Linked DNA regions of Mus musculus: region 1 is linked to region 2. The links are chromatin contacts, called in public Hi-C maps. All regions are on one chromosome and are shown on one strand. Each heading gives the region's core, a stretch centred on a gene start, on an enhancer-like site or on the middle of the called end of the contact. The rest is flanking DNA. Distances are from core to core; before and after follow the strand shown.

Evidence for each region. Hi-C and Micro-C count contacts between places; a contact is called where the count stands out from the background.
Region 1: a Hi-C map of the N1E-115 cell line shows a contact between it and region 2, with 8 times the contacts expected there. The contact joins the promoter of 1700069L16Rik here to the enhancer-like site in region 2. A contact is called at or near these places in 8 of 484 Hi-C or Micro-C datasets (the N1E-115 cell line, brain, cerebellar granule neurons and 3 more), 1 of 115 datasets of contacts at active chromatin or transcription factors (embryonic stem cells) and 3 of 9 other capture datasets (adipose tissue, liver and pancreatic islet).

What each region holds. Positions count from the first base shown.
Region 1 is chr5:113,722,453-113,730,229 of GRCm38.p6, reverse strand. It overlaps 1700069L16Rik (RIKEN cDNA 1700069L16 gene), which reads left to right and starts at 5,458. Exons shown (of 3, transcript NR_033216.1): 1 at 5,458-5,599; 2 at 6,365-6,530.
Region 2 is chr5:113,686,521-113,693,402 of GRCm38.p6, reverse strand. It overlaps 1700069L16Rik (RIKEN cDNA 1700069L16 gene), which reads left to right. Exons shown (of 3, transcript NR_033216.1): 3 at 584-979. Among named protein-coding and RNA genes, the nearest start is that of Gm46919, 8.7 kb to the left of the region's middle. Within about 2 kb of position 3,197, at least 20 of the 459 cell types and tissues checked have an H3K27ac peak or open chromatin away from gene starts, as enhancers often do. A contact at or near this core is called in the N1E-115 cell line, cerebellar granule neurons and cerebellum, where this site is marked.

The DNA.
Region 1 (7,777 bases), core at 4,209-6,708, 35 kb before region 2:
GGTGTCTGTCAACTTGACACAGGCAGGTACAGTCATCTCAGAGGAGGGAGCCATGGTTAAGAAAATGCCTCCATTGGATCAGGCTGTAGACAAGTCTGTAAGGCATTTTCTTTTTTTTTTTTTTCTTTCTTTCTTTCTTTCTTTTTTTCTTTCTTTCTTTTTTTTTTTTTTTTTTTTTTGGTTTGGTTTTTCGAGATAGGGTTTCTCTGTATAGCCTTGGCTGTCCTGGAACTCACTTTGTAGACCAGGCTGGCCTCGAACTCAGAAATCCGCCTGCCTCTGCCTCCCAAGTGCTGGGATTAAAGGCGTGTGCTACCACGCCTGGCTTGGCATTTTCTTAATTAATAATTTTGTAGGGAATGCTCCTGCCCATTGTGGGTGGAGCATCCTGGGCTGGTGGCACTAAGTTCTATTAGAAAGCAGGCTGAGCAAGTCATGGGGAGCAAGCCAGTAAGCAGCACCCCTCCATGGCCTCTGCATCAGCTCCTGCCTCCAGGTTCCTGCCCTGCTTGAGTTCTTTCTTTCTTTCTTTCTTTCTTTCTTTCTTTCTTTCTTTCTTTCTTTCTTTCTTTCTTCCTTCCTTCCTTCCTTCCTTCCTTCCTTTCTTTCTTTCTTTCTTTCTTTCTTTCTTTCTTTCTTTTTCTTCTTCTTCTTCCTCTTCCTCATCCTCATCTTCCTCATCTTCCTCCTCTTCCTCTTCTTCCTCTTCCTCTTCTTCTTTTAAAGATTTATTTATTTTATGTATATGAGTACAGTGTAGCTCTACAAATGGTTGTGAGCCTTCATGGTGGGAATTGAATTTAGGACCTCTGCTCCCTCCAGTCAGCCCTGATCACTCTGGTCAGCCCCGCTCGCTCCAGCCCAAAGATTATAAATGAGTACACTGTAGCTGTCTTCAGACGCACCAGAAGAGGGCATCAGATCTCATTAAGGATGTTTGTGAGCCACCAAGTGGTTGCTGGGATTTGAACTCAGGACTTTCAGAAGAGCAGTCAGTGCTCTTACTTACTGAGCCACCTCACCAGCCTGGCTGAGGCATTTAATAGTAACAAATTAGTCTCAGAATCGCCATTCCAGGAGCAGGGGCTGGGAAGGAAAAAACAAAACAAAACAAAGGGATTTCTGCTTTTATAAACTCATTCTGTGTAACTGAGCATGACTTTGAGCTTCTGATCCTTCTACTCCCACCTCTGGAGCGCTGGGTTGGAGATGGATACCACCATGCCCAGTTTATGCAGTGCAGGGGATTGTCCATGGGATGCCATGCACACTGTGCAAGAACTGTACCATGGCACTGTACTCCTCCATCCCAACCCACAGCGTCCCCTCTAGACTGACTCAGTCTCTGTCTCTCTGTTCCATTTCTGGTTGTACCATACGAGGGTGGCACAGATCCACGCTATGTACTGGTGAGTTAGGAAGGCTGACATTCCATAAGTGAACGAGATGATGCCGAAGGAGGGACCAAGACAATCAAAAGTGATAAGGTGGTGGCAGGGTAGAAGGCCTTGGACGAAGGGCCATTTTATACTGGTGTTTACAGTGGGGAAAGGGGTTGAGGAAGCAGGGTTGAGAGGAAGGAGAAGGCCTCTCGAGGCACACGCAAAGGCTTACAAGAGGAAAGAGCCTGCCGCACCAAGGGACTGACTCAGGGTGGGATTTGAATTCTCCACGTGGAGAAGGGCGTGGATGGGGAAGAATGAGCCAGGCAGGGCTTCAGCAGTCCTGCAAGCCGCAGTGAAGAATTAGGTCTTATTCTAAGGCCGACGGGAAGCCACTGGGGTTAAAGGTAAATTGGTTCCATGTGCATCTGAGAAGGCTGCTATCCTTGAGCGAGAGAGGATGTCTGGGAATGGAGGGGTGGGTAGGTCGATGAGAGAGCTGCCAATGCAAGTGCGGCAACAGCCGAGAAGCCAAATGGGTCAATAAGGGGATCTGCAAAGGACCCATAGCAGGTTACCTTGGTAACCATGGCCAGATGGACCCCAGGAGGTGATGTCATCGGAACCCTGGTCCCAGAGATGCCTGGCAGAAAGAACCAGGTTGTTTCCGAGTATCATGAGCATATGGCAGACCCAGATTTCAGCCTTGCCATGCCAAGAGCAAAGCTCGGCCTTCCCCAAGACAATTGCAGATTACCAAGGAAGAGTTCTTGATTGGCCTTGGTCAAGTCACATGACTACTCCAGACCAAGCCTGGCTCAGGAGGGCCTACTGCTATGGGAGCTGTGGTAGACAGCTCCAGTAGGTGCCCACAGAATGCCCACCATAGCACCCCTCCAACCCCGGATTATTGGCAAACTCGGAAGGCTCGTGAGTCCTCGGAAGCCATTGGTCCTCGTTTTATGGCCCACCCCCTGGATTATTGGCAAACTCGGAAGGCTCATGAGTCCTTGGAAGCCATTGGTTCTTATTTTATGGGCACAGAAGAAAAACATGTCTACTCTGTCATCTTAGAAGATGGGAGAATTCTATGGAAGCACGATGGTATCAGACGAACCAAGAAAAGGACATCATGGTAGACTGAACCCTAGCCACCCAGGCAGTGGGCACTCGGACACAGCTGAGGAAAGAGAAGCTGGCAGGCGTTGTACTTTCTAGCTGCGTGGATGGACTCACAGTTCTTTCCAGATGAGGCCTTGTTCCTGGGAGGTGGTTTCTTTCCTTAACTGACAAGCTAGCAGACAGATAAGGCCAGGCATTAGCTGCACAGCCAGTCTGAGCTTCAAAACCAATCAGCGGCGAGCATCCAGTCGCCCAGGCTCACGCTGGAGCCAGCCACCGTTCTAGCTTCCGCCAAAAGGACCAGCCAACACAGAGAGGGCACCCCCTGCATCCCGCTTCTCTGATGAAGCTGCCTGAGACTCCTCCTTCTCAGAAGGCTTGCGAGTGCGGTCCTGAAGCTCAGAAGAGCCTTGGAAGACAGGAGAGGGCGGGTCAGTGCCTTTCCCCCAGATGATGGTTCTGAGATGTCCGTATGGACTCTAAAGATTCCAGTCATCAGTCCGGTGTGAAAGCAGATACCTATAACCGGAGTGGTGGGAGGTTTGCCTCCAGTTAAGGGCAAGCCTGGAGGAGTTGGAGGAGGCAGGGAGATGGGTTGGTCTGATCAACATACATTGTATACATTTGTGAAATCATCAAAGACTTGTGTCTGCTCTCTAAACAAACTCGTCTCTAACTGAATAGTGTTTGGCCATTAGTTTACCATAAGAGAGGCTGGGGTTTCTTGTTTTCTGTTTTTCCTCCCTGGGTTAGGTGGCTAGGGATGTAGCACAGGCTAGGAATGTGAGTGTGGGAGTTGGGTATTGCTCTGAGGTGGGCTGGCCGCATTCATGCCCTGTACTTTACCACCCCCTGCCTGGATCTGGCATGACACGTGGCATGTTTTGTCCAATGACGCTTGCCAGCACCCTGTCAACAGAGACACGGGTATTTCCCCTTGCTCTTTTGGTACCCATGCTATCCTCACAGAAACATGCCTAGGGCATCTGGAGAGCATCCCAGAGCAGCCCTCCAGGGGAGACGCAAGAGACACCCACAGGGAGAGAGGAGGAAGAAAGACTGGCTGTCCCAACTGAGGTCGCCAGATACCAACCAGAAAGACTGGAAACTGTGTGGGTGAATCCAGCTGGGGCCAGAAGAATTCCAGCCAGCCTTCAGACTCAGGGAGGCAGCCACAGAAAGAAGAGTTTTCAGCCACTGAATTTTCCCAGCACTTGTTACACAGCAGTATTGTGGCAACCGGTACCTGCTACATTTGTATCCTGCAGAGACTGCCTTCCTCCTTCCAACCAATGTTTATTGAGCAGTTACTATGTACCTGGGTTACAGCAGTGTGTAAACCTAGACATAGTTTCTACCCTTAATTTTTTCTAGCACTGCCCTTGGTACCATCAGGCATCTAGAGAGACAGAAGTTCAGTAAGAGGAGACTAGTTTCGGGGTCCCACGCACTACGGGCAGATCTGAGAAGGTCTCCACAGACCGCTTCATGAGGATTTCTCTGCTTCCCTTGTTAACTGGTCCCTCTGCCACTGTGGGAGTCACCTCCGGTAGAAGCAGCTTCCTTCCCCGTGATGGGGATCCGTCCATGGTGACGTGTGTCCTCAGGCTGGCCTTGAGTCACTTACGGAGAGTGAACAATTCTCGGTGTGTTTTTTTTGTAAGGCGAGAGGATTTATGTATTGCTAAGTTTGATGTATTGTTATAAATTATGCTTTGGTTTCAGGCCTGTTTAAAAAAAAAAGTTCAGTGTTTCTTTGAGTTCTGGGAAACATGCTGTAAATAATTTGGTGCTTCTTGGCCAGCAGTTCCTCTCGTAATATAAAGTCGTGTCGGCATCTATATCTTCTTATATCTTAAAAATACCTATTTCCTCTCCTTTCTCACAGCAGGGGTGGGGAGGGGAGAAGAAGCGAATGGCATTTTCTGGGTTCTCCCGGGTCTTGGAGGAATCTGTCTGTGTCCTCCAGGCCTGTCTTTCTGCTCCCGGCTGCCTACCTGACTGAGGTGACCTGCGACCTCAGCATTCAACCCGGTGCACTCCCACGCCCTCTTCCCCTTCAGTGTCCATTCTGAGGACACTTGTTTGTGGCACACTGCTGTGACGAGCCATGAAAGGGAAGTGAGCAACCCTGCGTCAAAGGTGGTGGGCAGCTCTCCCGAGGCTCCCCGTCAGCTTGTCCTCTGGCAAAGTGCTTCTGTCTACGGAGCTGCCTCACCTACCACCTAAGTCCTTACCTTAAAAAAAAAAAAAAAAAAGCAACAAGCTCTAAAGAATTAAAACATATGTTTGAGATCATAACGTAGTTATACCATTTCCCCTTCCATTTGCTCCCATGTCCCCACCTCTTCCTTTTGAGTTCATGGTCTTTTTTTAAAAAACATTTATTTATTTACTTTATGTATGTGAGTACACTGTAGCTGTACAGATGGTTGTGAACCTTCATGTGGTTGTTGGGAATTGAATTTTAGGACCTCTGCTTGTTCCAGTCAACTCTGCTTGCTCAGGCCCAAAGATTTATTTATTATTATACATAAGTACATTCACTGTAGCTGTCTTCAGACACACCAGAAGAGGTCATCAGATCTCATTAGGGGTGGTTGTGAGCCACCATGTGGTTGCTGGGATTTGAACTCAGGACCTTCGGAAGAACAGTCGGTGCTCTTAACCGTTGAGCCATCTCACCAGTCCCCGTTCATGGTCTTTTTAATTATTATATACTCCTAAATACACAAACACAGCCTGCTCTGTCTGTACAATGTTACCCGTACACAACACAGTCAACTTAAAAAGCCCTTAAAAGAGTCTCAATGACTGTTAATGAGTGGCACCTGTTCGACACATCGATGACGACATCTTGAGATAGGGTTTTCTGGAGAGCCACTGAGAAAACTGTGCAGTGCTCTGGCGCCCGATTTAGAATGTTTGTCCTCAGGCCTAACTGTCGATTGCCGAGGCTGCCTCCTGGTTAGGCTGGGAGTTGTTTGGGTGAGCAGTGGCTGGGCCCTGCTCTTCGGCTAGCTCCCAGGTGGGCGCCTCCGCGGATGACTTTTATCGACCAGCAGGTGGCGCTGTTGACAGGCAAATTGGCTCCTGTGAGTACCGAGTTGGAACCCTCCCTGGTTGGATTTGTCGCTAACTGGCTGGTGAGCTGTTGACCTGTCCAGAAGTAGGCAATTGTGTGCCTTAAAGGATATATCTTGTCCATAATCCACGGATAAGTCGATTCTGCTCCTGATTCCCCCACCCCCACCCCCCCGGTTCCCTACTAGTAAGAGCTCTGTCAGGTCCATCCCTGCAGTAACTTTCTTTCTGCATCCAAAGGCCGGGCAGGTCATACAGCTGGTTCTGGGTTAGGACTCAGACCCTTGCTGAAGGATACTGTAGAACACGTTCCCTCTCTCACAGGCTACAGCCGCTGCCCATGGAGGTGGTGACTGAATCGTGCCAGTGGGGAGTCGGAGCAGATGCAGTCCGAGTTGAATGTATGCAGTATGAGCCTTGGTGGTCCATCAGTGAGGGACTTGGGGGACCGTTTGTTAGAGCACCCTAACCTGACCTGCCTGTTCAAGACAGGGTGTGTGAGAGCAGGTGTTGATGAAAGAAAAGAATCCGGGATATCTCAGACAAGGCTGGTTCATCACTGTGAGAGAGGATGGGATCGGGCTAGGGTGGGGGAGGGGCAAACGTCGGATTCAGCTGTGTGGGGGAGTGCAAGGTCAAGGTGATCCCTCTAAAGGCGACTGGAGAACAACCCCAGGCTAAGGGTTGCTGGAGGTTGCCCTTTAAAGACTATCACAGTTTGATGTTGGAGAATGAATTCTATCTATTCAACTCTCACACAACGGGTCTCTTTCCAGGGTACAAGGGAAGCCAAGGCTTTCTGCTGGCAATGCTGGCTATAACAGACCTGGCCACATGGCGCTCAGCTGGCCCCACAGCAGGTGGAACTTCCCTTCTCCTGCTCCAGGGCCCAGCATCTCAGCAGGAGACAGATTGCATCAGCTGTCCCCAGACTGGCAAGAGGTAAAACTGGATCCTTCCTCCTAGATTTGCAGAGTGGTCCAGGCTCAGTAGAAAGGGTTCTTTGGAAGCCTGTTAGATGGGTCAGCCAGGGGAAGTCTCTCTCCTTGGGGGAACCTCAGGAAGGGGGCAGCCATGCAGGCTAACACACGGTTCTCAGAGCCTTGCAGGTAGAACCCAGAACAGGAGCGCCAAGGACGGGCGATAGAGGCAAACTTAGCTTTCTTTGCAGAACATAGGAGCCTGGCAAAAGCGTCAATTTCTCTCTCACAGCGTCATTTCTCTCTCTCTCTCTTTCTGTTTTTTTGAGACAGGGTTTCTCTGTGTAGCCCTGGCTGTCCTGGAACTCACTCTGTAGACCAGGCTGGCCTGGAGAACTCAGAAATCCACCTGCCTCTGCCTCCTGAGCGCTGGCCATTTACATTTCAGTTCACTGAAATTAATTATAATGAAAATTTAAATACAATGGAAAAAAAATCAGTCCCTCAGTTGCATGAACCACATTTTCAAAGTTCAGTGGCTCTGTGTGGCCGATGGTCACCTGGCGGGGTATGGGGGACAGCACACAGAGTGTCACCACCATCATTGTAGGTTTTGTTCCAAAATCTGAGGCAGGGATGCTTTCAAGTAAAGTTGCGGGGGTGGGAGGAGGGTCTTTCCCAGCCTGACCTTTAGGGGCCTGGTGCATGTCCCCTTGTCCCAGCAAGGAAGTTCAGGATCACCATTATACTGTAGCTGCGCTGCCTTTTGAGTCTCTCTCAATCTGGAACATTCCTCAGACTCTCTTTGACCCTCCCCTCCCCACGCCCCACCCCCCACCCTCATGACCTGGACTAGACACTGTTTTGGCTTTTGAGTCAGCGTCCTGTGTGTTCCAGGCTGGCCTTGGCCTTGAGCCCAGTGTAGCTGAGGATGCCCTGACCCTCCCGCCTCCATCTGAGTCCTGGGGTTACAGGCATGTGCCACTGTACCATTTGACCTGGACGGTTCTGAAGAGAACAGGCAGTCACTTCATGGGCCACCCCGTGTGTGTGTGTGCGTGTGTGTGTGTGTGTGTGTGTGTTGTTGTTGTTGTTGTTTCTGTGTGATTAGGTCCAGGCTGTGCATTTTTTATGGGAATGGCAGGAGAGAGAGGTCTTGTCCTCTTGAAACTTTTATTCTCTATGAAAGGGAAGTGCTTTTAAAGATTTATGAGTATGTGTGCATGCCTGCACGCACGTGTGTGTGTGTGTGTGTGTGTGTGTGTGTGT
Region 2 (6,882 bases), core at 1,948-4,447:
GCTGGGTGGACGCTGGCCTGGTGAACCAGGGAGTTGATCAGGTACTCTCTGTAAAACGGGTCGCTTCTGGGCAGCTCCATGCAAACTTTCAGAGGAGGGGGACAATCAATAGTACCGCCCAGCTGTGACCCGCATCAATGACAGCATGGCAGCAGGATGACCCTAGGGCTGCAGTAGTGGTACACACATCACGACAGCAACCAACAGCTCTCTAATTGGGCTTAAGAGCCACTCAGTGGGCTGGAGAGATGACTCAGTGGTTAAGAGCGTCGACTGTTCTTCCGAAGGTCCTGAGTTCAAATCCCAGGAACCACATGGTGGCTCACAACCCTCCATAACAAGATCTGATTCCTGCATCTGGAGTGTCTGAAGACAGCTACAGTGTACTTAAATATAATAAATAAATAAATCTTAAAAAAAAAAGATCTATTCAACAAGGAGACTATGCCTGGCGCTGGAAACCTAGCTAACAACCCGGTGCTAGTGAAGTCCTGGTTTCTGGAGGAGACTCCACAGCCACCCCTTTACTAAACCAGATAATCCCTAACAACAATTTACAAACACTTATTCTTTCACCCCACAGATAAATGCAGTCTTCGCCCCCTCATCGAAGGAATTTCTCTTTGCAACAGACAGAGACCATTGGAGAAAGCACCACCAATCAAAATGCAGAGCTGTGAGCCCATCCACGGCGGATACATCTACCAAACATCCCCACACATAAGGCTCATGGATCGTTGCAGAAGAGGACGTGAGAGTCAGGGATCGGGGAGTTTGCTGTGAGATTGTGTTTCCCAGGAACATTCGTGTGTTGATATATTAATGGCGAGAGGTTATCATCAGTGCTGAAGAATGCCTCTCACAGCCGTGCCTCTGTATCTATGGGTATACACATCTATCTAGTGTATCTCTGTAGTTATGTCCTTGGAGCCACTGAGAATAATTACATTTATGTTTTATACATTAAAATTACACACCTCAGCCAGGCGTGGTGGTGCACACCTTTAGTCCCAGCACTAGGGAGGCAGAGGCAGGTGGATTTCTGAGTTCTAGGCCAGCCGGGTCTACAGAGTGAGTTCCAGGATAGCCAGGGCTACACAGAGAAACCCTGTCTCGAAAAAACCAAACCAAACAAACAAACAAAAAATTTACACACCTCTGAATGTTTCCTTCCAGCCCAACTGTCAATCATGAGCTTGAATAGGCGTCCCTCTCCAAGGCTAAAATGACTTTGCTGGTGTGGCTGAGCTGAAGCGGCTGAGGCTGGGAGAGTGTGTGGGGTTGTCCAGGGGCCTGAGGAATCCCATACTTCCTCAGCAGAAAGAGGGCCAAGTGGATCAAGCCATAAATAGCATGGAGGTCAAGGGATGATGCAGATAGAGAGGGACGTTTGCTCAAGCCTCAACCTTGAAGATGGAAGAAGACACCCGAGCTGAGGCTGTGGATGGCTTCAGAGGCAGGTCACCCATCCCAGGCATCAGCCCAGGACACACTGACCTCAGCGACTTCACAGTCTTTAACTTCAAAGCAGGAAGAAAACATGTGGTTTTAAGCTGCAACGTTGGTTCATGAGCGCTCTGTCTGATCAAACTGAAGAACTATTCAGGTTTGAGGAATCTGCACAGATGCCTTAGGACGCCTATGTGCTACATTTACAATAAAGATCTGAAGTTATCTCAGGGGAAAAAGGGAAACAACAATACTACAATTGCTGGGACCTGGAGTTTTCTTGCCCTGCAGGGACCCGCCCATCATGGTGTCTCCCTCATCTGATCTTCTTGAGAACCACTTGAGGCTGAGGGTCATTGCTTAAGACTGCATGCTGCCTGTAAGTCCAGCTACAGGGGATCTGACAGCCTCCCCAGGCCTCCACAGGTACCACCATACACATGGTATGCACATATACACGCACACAGTGTGTACACACACATGGCATGTACACACATACTCATAGTGTGTACACACATGACATGTACACACATACATACTCACACAGTGTGTTCACACTCAGCATACACACAGACAATGTGTACACACACAGTATACACATACTCACACACAGTGTGTACTCACACATGGCATGTACACCCACACTCACACACATTCACACACAGTGTGCACACACACATGGTTTGCACACACACACACTCACATACACTCACACACACATACACACAGTGTGTACACACATGACATGTACACACACTCACATACTCACACAGTGTGTACACACGCAGCATACAACAGACAATGTGTACACACACATGGCATACACACACAGTGTGTACTCACACATGGCATATACACACACACTCAGACATGCTCACACAGTGTGTACACACACATGGCATGTACACACACACAGTGTATACATACATGGCGTGCACACAGTGTGTACTCACATATGGCATGTACATGCACACATAGACTACACACAGAGAGGCATCCCTATAACACCACCACCACCAAAACCATACCCAGCACTCTTTGAGGAAGGTGTATTCATGGCCACAAGGATCTTGTGGGGGCTACAAGGCCAGCGCACAGCAGAAACAGCCTCCCCCAGTCTTCCCAGTGGCCAGTGCCCTTCCTGGAGGGGAGGGAACTGGGGAGATGGCTCAGTTGGTAAAGTGCTTGCTATGTGCTGGCCTCCAGAAGTTTGGCCCTCAGAATCCATATAAAAAAGCTAAGATTATGTATATTTCCAGTATCAGGGATGCGCAGACAGGTGGGTTCCTAGGGCTCACTGGCCAGCCAGTCTAGCCTAATTGGCAAGCCTCACGTCCCAGAAAGAGACCCTGCCTTGAAAATTCACCACTGGAGTGTGACTTCTGACTTCCACATGGGAGTGTGCGTGAGTCCACTCACGTGTTTACACACGTGTGCATGTATCTCCTGGGGTGGCAGTTGCAGTAGCAGCTCTTGGTTACTGATTATGTGTGACTCACAGGCTACATACTCCAGACCTCCTGAAGGGACATCCGGGGGACCGGATTGTCACATCAGGTTGTAACAAGCCCCGCTGGGTTCCAGCACCAAGCATCCCCTTCCCAGGAGCTGGCATAAACGCTGTACGCCATCGCTGCATTATTTATGAGTTTTCATTAATATGCAAATTTCTGCCCATTGATTGGCTTGCGCAGCATGGTTCCTTGGATTCATAAATCAGCTGCCGCTGTGCTATCTTGTTTAGTAATTCTCCAACCGTGGGCATTGTGTAGCTGCAGTGACATCAGTAAATCCTGCACAGAGCGTGGTGAAGCAGGGTGACTGCCATCTGCCCAGGATCCTCACGACTTGATGATCCTCTAGGCGAGGGATGCCAAACGGACCTGGCATCCGGGGCTCCCTAGTCAAGAGAGTTAAAGTTTGCGTTTTATTTATTTATTTATTTATCTATTTATTTATTTATCTATTTATTTATTTATTCAATGTATATGAGTACACTGTACAGATGGTTGTGAGCCTTCATGTGGTTGTTGGGAATTGAATTTTAGGACCTCTGCTCACTCCGGTCAAGTCCGCTTGCTCAGTCCCAGTTCTCTCCAGCCCAAAGGATACACTGTAGCTGTCTTCAGACACACCAGAAGAGGGCGTCAGATCTCATTATGGGTGGTTGTGAGCCACCATATGGTTGCTGGGATTTGAACTCAGGGCCTTTGGAAGAGCAGTCAGTGTTCTTAACCGCTGAGCCCTCTCACCAGCTGGAAGTTTGCGCTTTAACTGGGAGTCAGGATACTTCCTTGCCTGGTTCCCATCCGAGAGATGGAGCTGGGATAATCTCCAGATACCAGATGGATGGGACCCATTTCCGTCCATCTTGGGGGATGAACCTTTACGATGCAGACGAGGTCACAGGGCTATCTCCCTGTGGAACTTTTTAAAAGTCCAGCTACAAGGACCCCAGGCCTTCGTCTTGCATCTGAAGTGATGTCATAGGGTGTCGCTGATTTATCTTTTACTACTGATGTTTTGGGGACAGCAGCACGGATTACGTGATCGCATACCCAGGCGAATGTTTCTGCAAGATAGACTTCTAAAGAGGGCGTGGCTAGGGTGAGGGAATGTTCACCATCAGCATTTAGTAACTGCTCATCAATCTCTGTCCCTCATCAGACTGTGATCCTGGATGTAGGGGCCAATCTGTCTCCTTCACAGCTGTGTCCCTCGCGCCGCACCGATGCAGCACACTATAGAATGAAGGACAGAGCTTACTTCTGATATAACACCGCCACCGAGTTCTGGAAATCTAATTTCACCAGCTTATGTGTGTCTACCAAATCCCACTGTACTTCTCCCAGAATATTTCAGAAAGATGATTAAAAGTTTCTGCCGTGTGCATCCTCTGGAGCCAGTCCATTTAGCAAGACCGTAGCTTCCTTAATTAGGCTTACGAAGTCGAAGGCAAAACCATATCTCTTCCCAGGTGTTCCCAATTAACTCAAGGGCACCTCCAGTTGCCTCTGGCTCCCCCTGGTCTGGGATCCTGCCTGGGAGAGTTGTAGAAGAAATGTAATTATATTCTGCCACACAGATGGAGAGATCCAAGTGACCTGAGCCAGCTTGTTCCTTTGTTTATCCCTGACAGAGTCCTAGGTATGTGTCTGGGGGTACACAAGAAGAATGGATGTAGCCCTCAAAACTGTGTTCCTTATTCCTTTTGCACCCCCACCCAGGGCAATCTTCTGGAGGTGCAGATTGGTTCCTCTCCTGTTATCCTCTCCCACTGTCTCCATTTCTTTAGATAAAAACCCAGTGTGTGCTTGTGCATGCAGTGTGTGTGTCTCTGTGTGTATATGTACTGTGTGTGTATGTGTATGCAATGAGTGCATGTGTGTGTGTATGCACTGTGTGTGCATGTATGCAATGTGTGCACATGTGTGTCTCTGTGTGTGTATATGCACTGTGTATGAGTGTATGTGTATGCAGTGCATGCATGTGTGTGTCTGTGTGTGTACACACTGTGTGTGTATGTGCAAGTGCTCACCCACACTCATGTGCATGTGTGTGCTTGCATGTGTATGCAGAGTGTGTGTCTGTGTGCATGCATGTGTATGCAATGCATGCATGTGTGTGTCTCTATGTGTATGCACTGTGTGTGTGAATGCAATGCGTGTATGTGTGTGTGTCTGTGTGTATATATGCACTGTGTGTATGTGTGTATATGTGTGCGTGCTCTCCCACGCTTATGTGCCTGGTGTGTATGCGTGTGTCCCTGGCTCGGGGCTGGAGGTCAACATGGAATGTCTTCCTCTATTGCTTTGTATTTTATTGTTTGAGATAGGCTCTTCCTTGAACCCATAACTCATTGTTTTGGCTTTACTGGATGGCCAACGAGTCCCCAAGACCTGCCTGCCTCTCTGCTCCCCAGCTTTGGGGGTGTCTTAGTTAGGGTTTTATTGCTGTGAGCAGACACCATGACCAAGGCAACTCTTATATGGACAACATTTAATTGGGGCTGGCTTACAGGTTCAGAGGTTCAGTCCATTATCATCAAGGTAGAAACATGGCATCATCCAGGCAGGCATGGGGCAGGAGGAGCTGAGAGTTTTACATCTTCATCTGAAGGCTGCTAGGAGAAGACTGACTTCCAAGTGGCTAGGATGAGAATCTTATAGCCCACACTCACAGCAACACACCCACTCCAACGAGGCCACACCCACTTTGAAGAGGTCACACCCACTCCGACAAGGCCACACCCACTCTGAAGAGGTCACACCCACTCCGATGAGGCCACACCTTCTAATAGCGTCACTCCCTGAGCCGAGCATATACAAACCATCACAGGGTTACAATCATGAGTGGTTGGACTTGGCTTTTATGTGGATGCTGGGGAGCTCAGGTGTTCTGGAGAGCATAGAGCCACAGAGCTGTCTCCCCAGCTGGGGATGTTGCTAAGTGGTTAGACCACTTGCCTAGCATACACGAAGCCCTGGATTTGTCTCAGCACTGCATTGAATGGGTACTGTGGTTTGTACTTACCATGTCAACTCTAGGGAGGTGGAGACTGGGTGATCCTTGGCATCATAGCGAGTTCCAGGATAGCCTGAACTACAAGGAACTTTGTCTTAAAATAAGTCAGCAAGGAACTGGAGCCAGATGTTTATACCTAGAGAGGCTTCACTTGCATGCAGACATCTGACCATCTGCTAGTCAACATGTATGCACTGATGGCTGTGACTGAAGGCCAGGGTTTCATGTGATTCTCCCAGGGATTCAGAGGACTCTCAGGCTGTGAAGGCTTTTAGCATTGTGGTGGTTTGAATAAGAGTGGCCCCCATATGCTCCTATATTTGAATGCTTTGACATCAGGGAGTGGAACTGTTTGAAAGGATTAGAAGGATTCAGGGGTGTGGCCTTGTCACTGGGGGTGGGCTTGGAGGTTTAAAAAGCCCATTTCAGAATCTCTGTCTGTCTGTTTTCTCTCTCTCTCTCTCTCTCTCTCTCTCTCTCTCTCTCTCTCTCCCTCCCTCCCTCCCTCCCTCCCCTCTCTTTCTCTGTTTGTGGACCAGGATGTAGCTCTCAGCTACAGCTTCAGGACCATGATGACAGCTACTCTCCTGCCATTGATGATAATGGATTAAATCTCTGAAACTGTAACCAAGCCCACAATTTTTTTTTCTGTATGAATTACCATGGTCTTGGTGTCTCTCCCCAGCAATAGAGTGATGACTAAGACAGGCCCCAGTGATGAAGGCAACAGAGCATTTATGGATGCCTGGACAGTTACCCACATTAGGATGTCGTCCCAGGGATGGTGACCTCTGCCCCCAGTTCTTTACATCTGGGATGAGTGGAAGACAGAACCCTGAAAGTTCCTGGTCCATGGCAACCTTGAAACACATCAGGGCACAAGGTGACAGTTGTGTCTTTAAAAGCTGG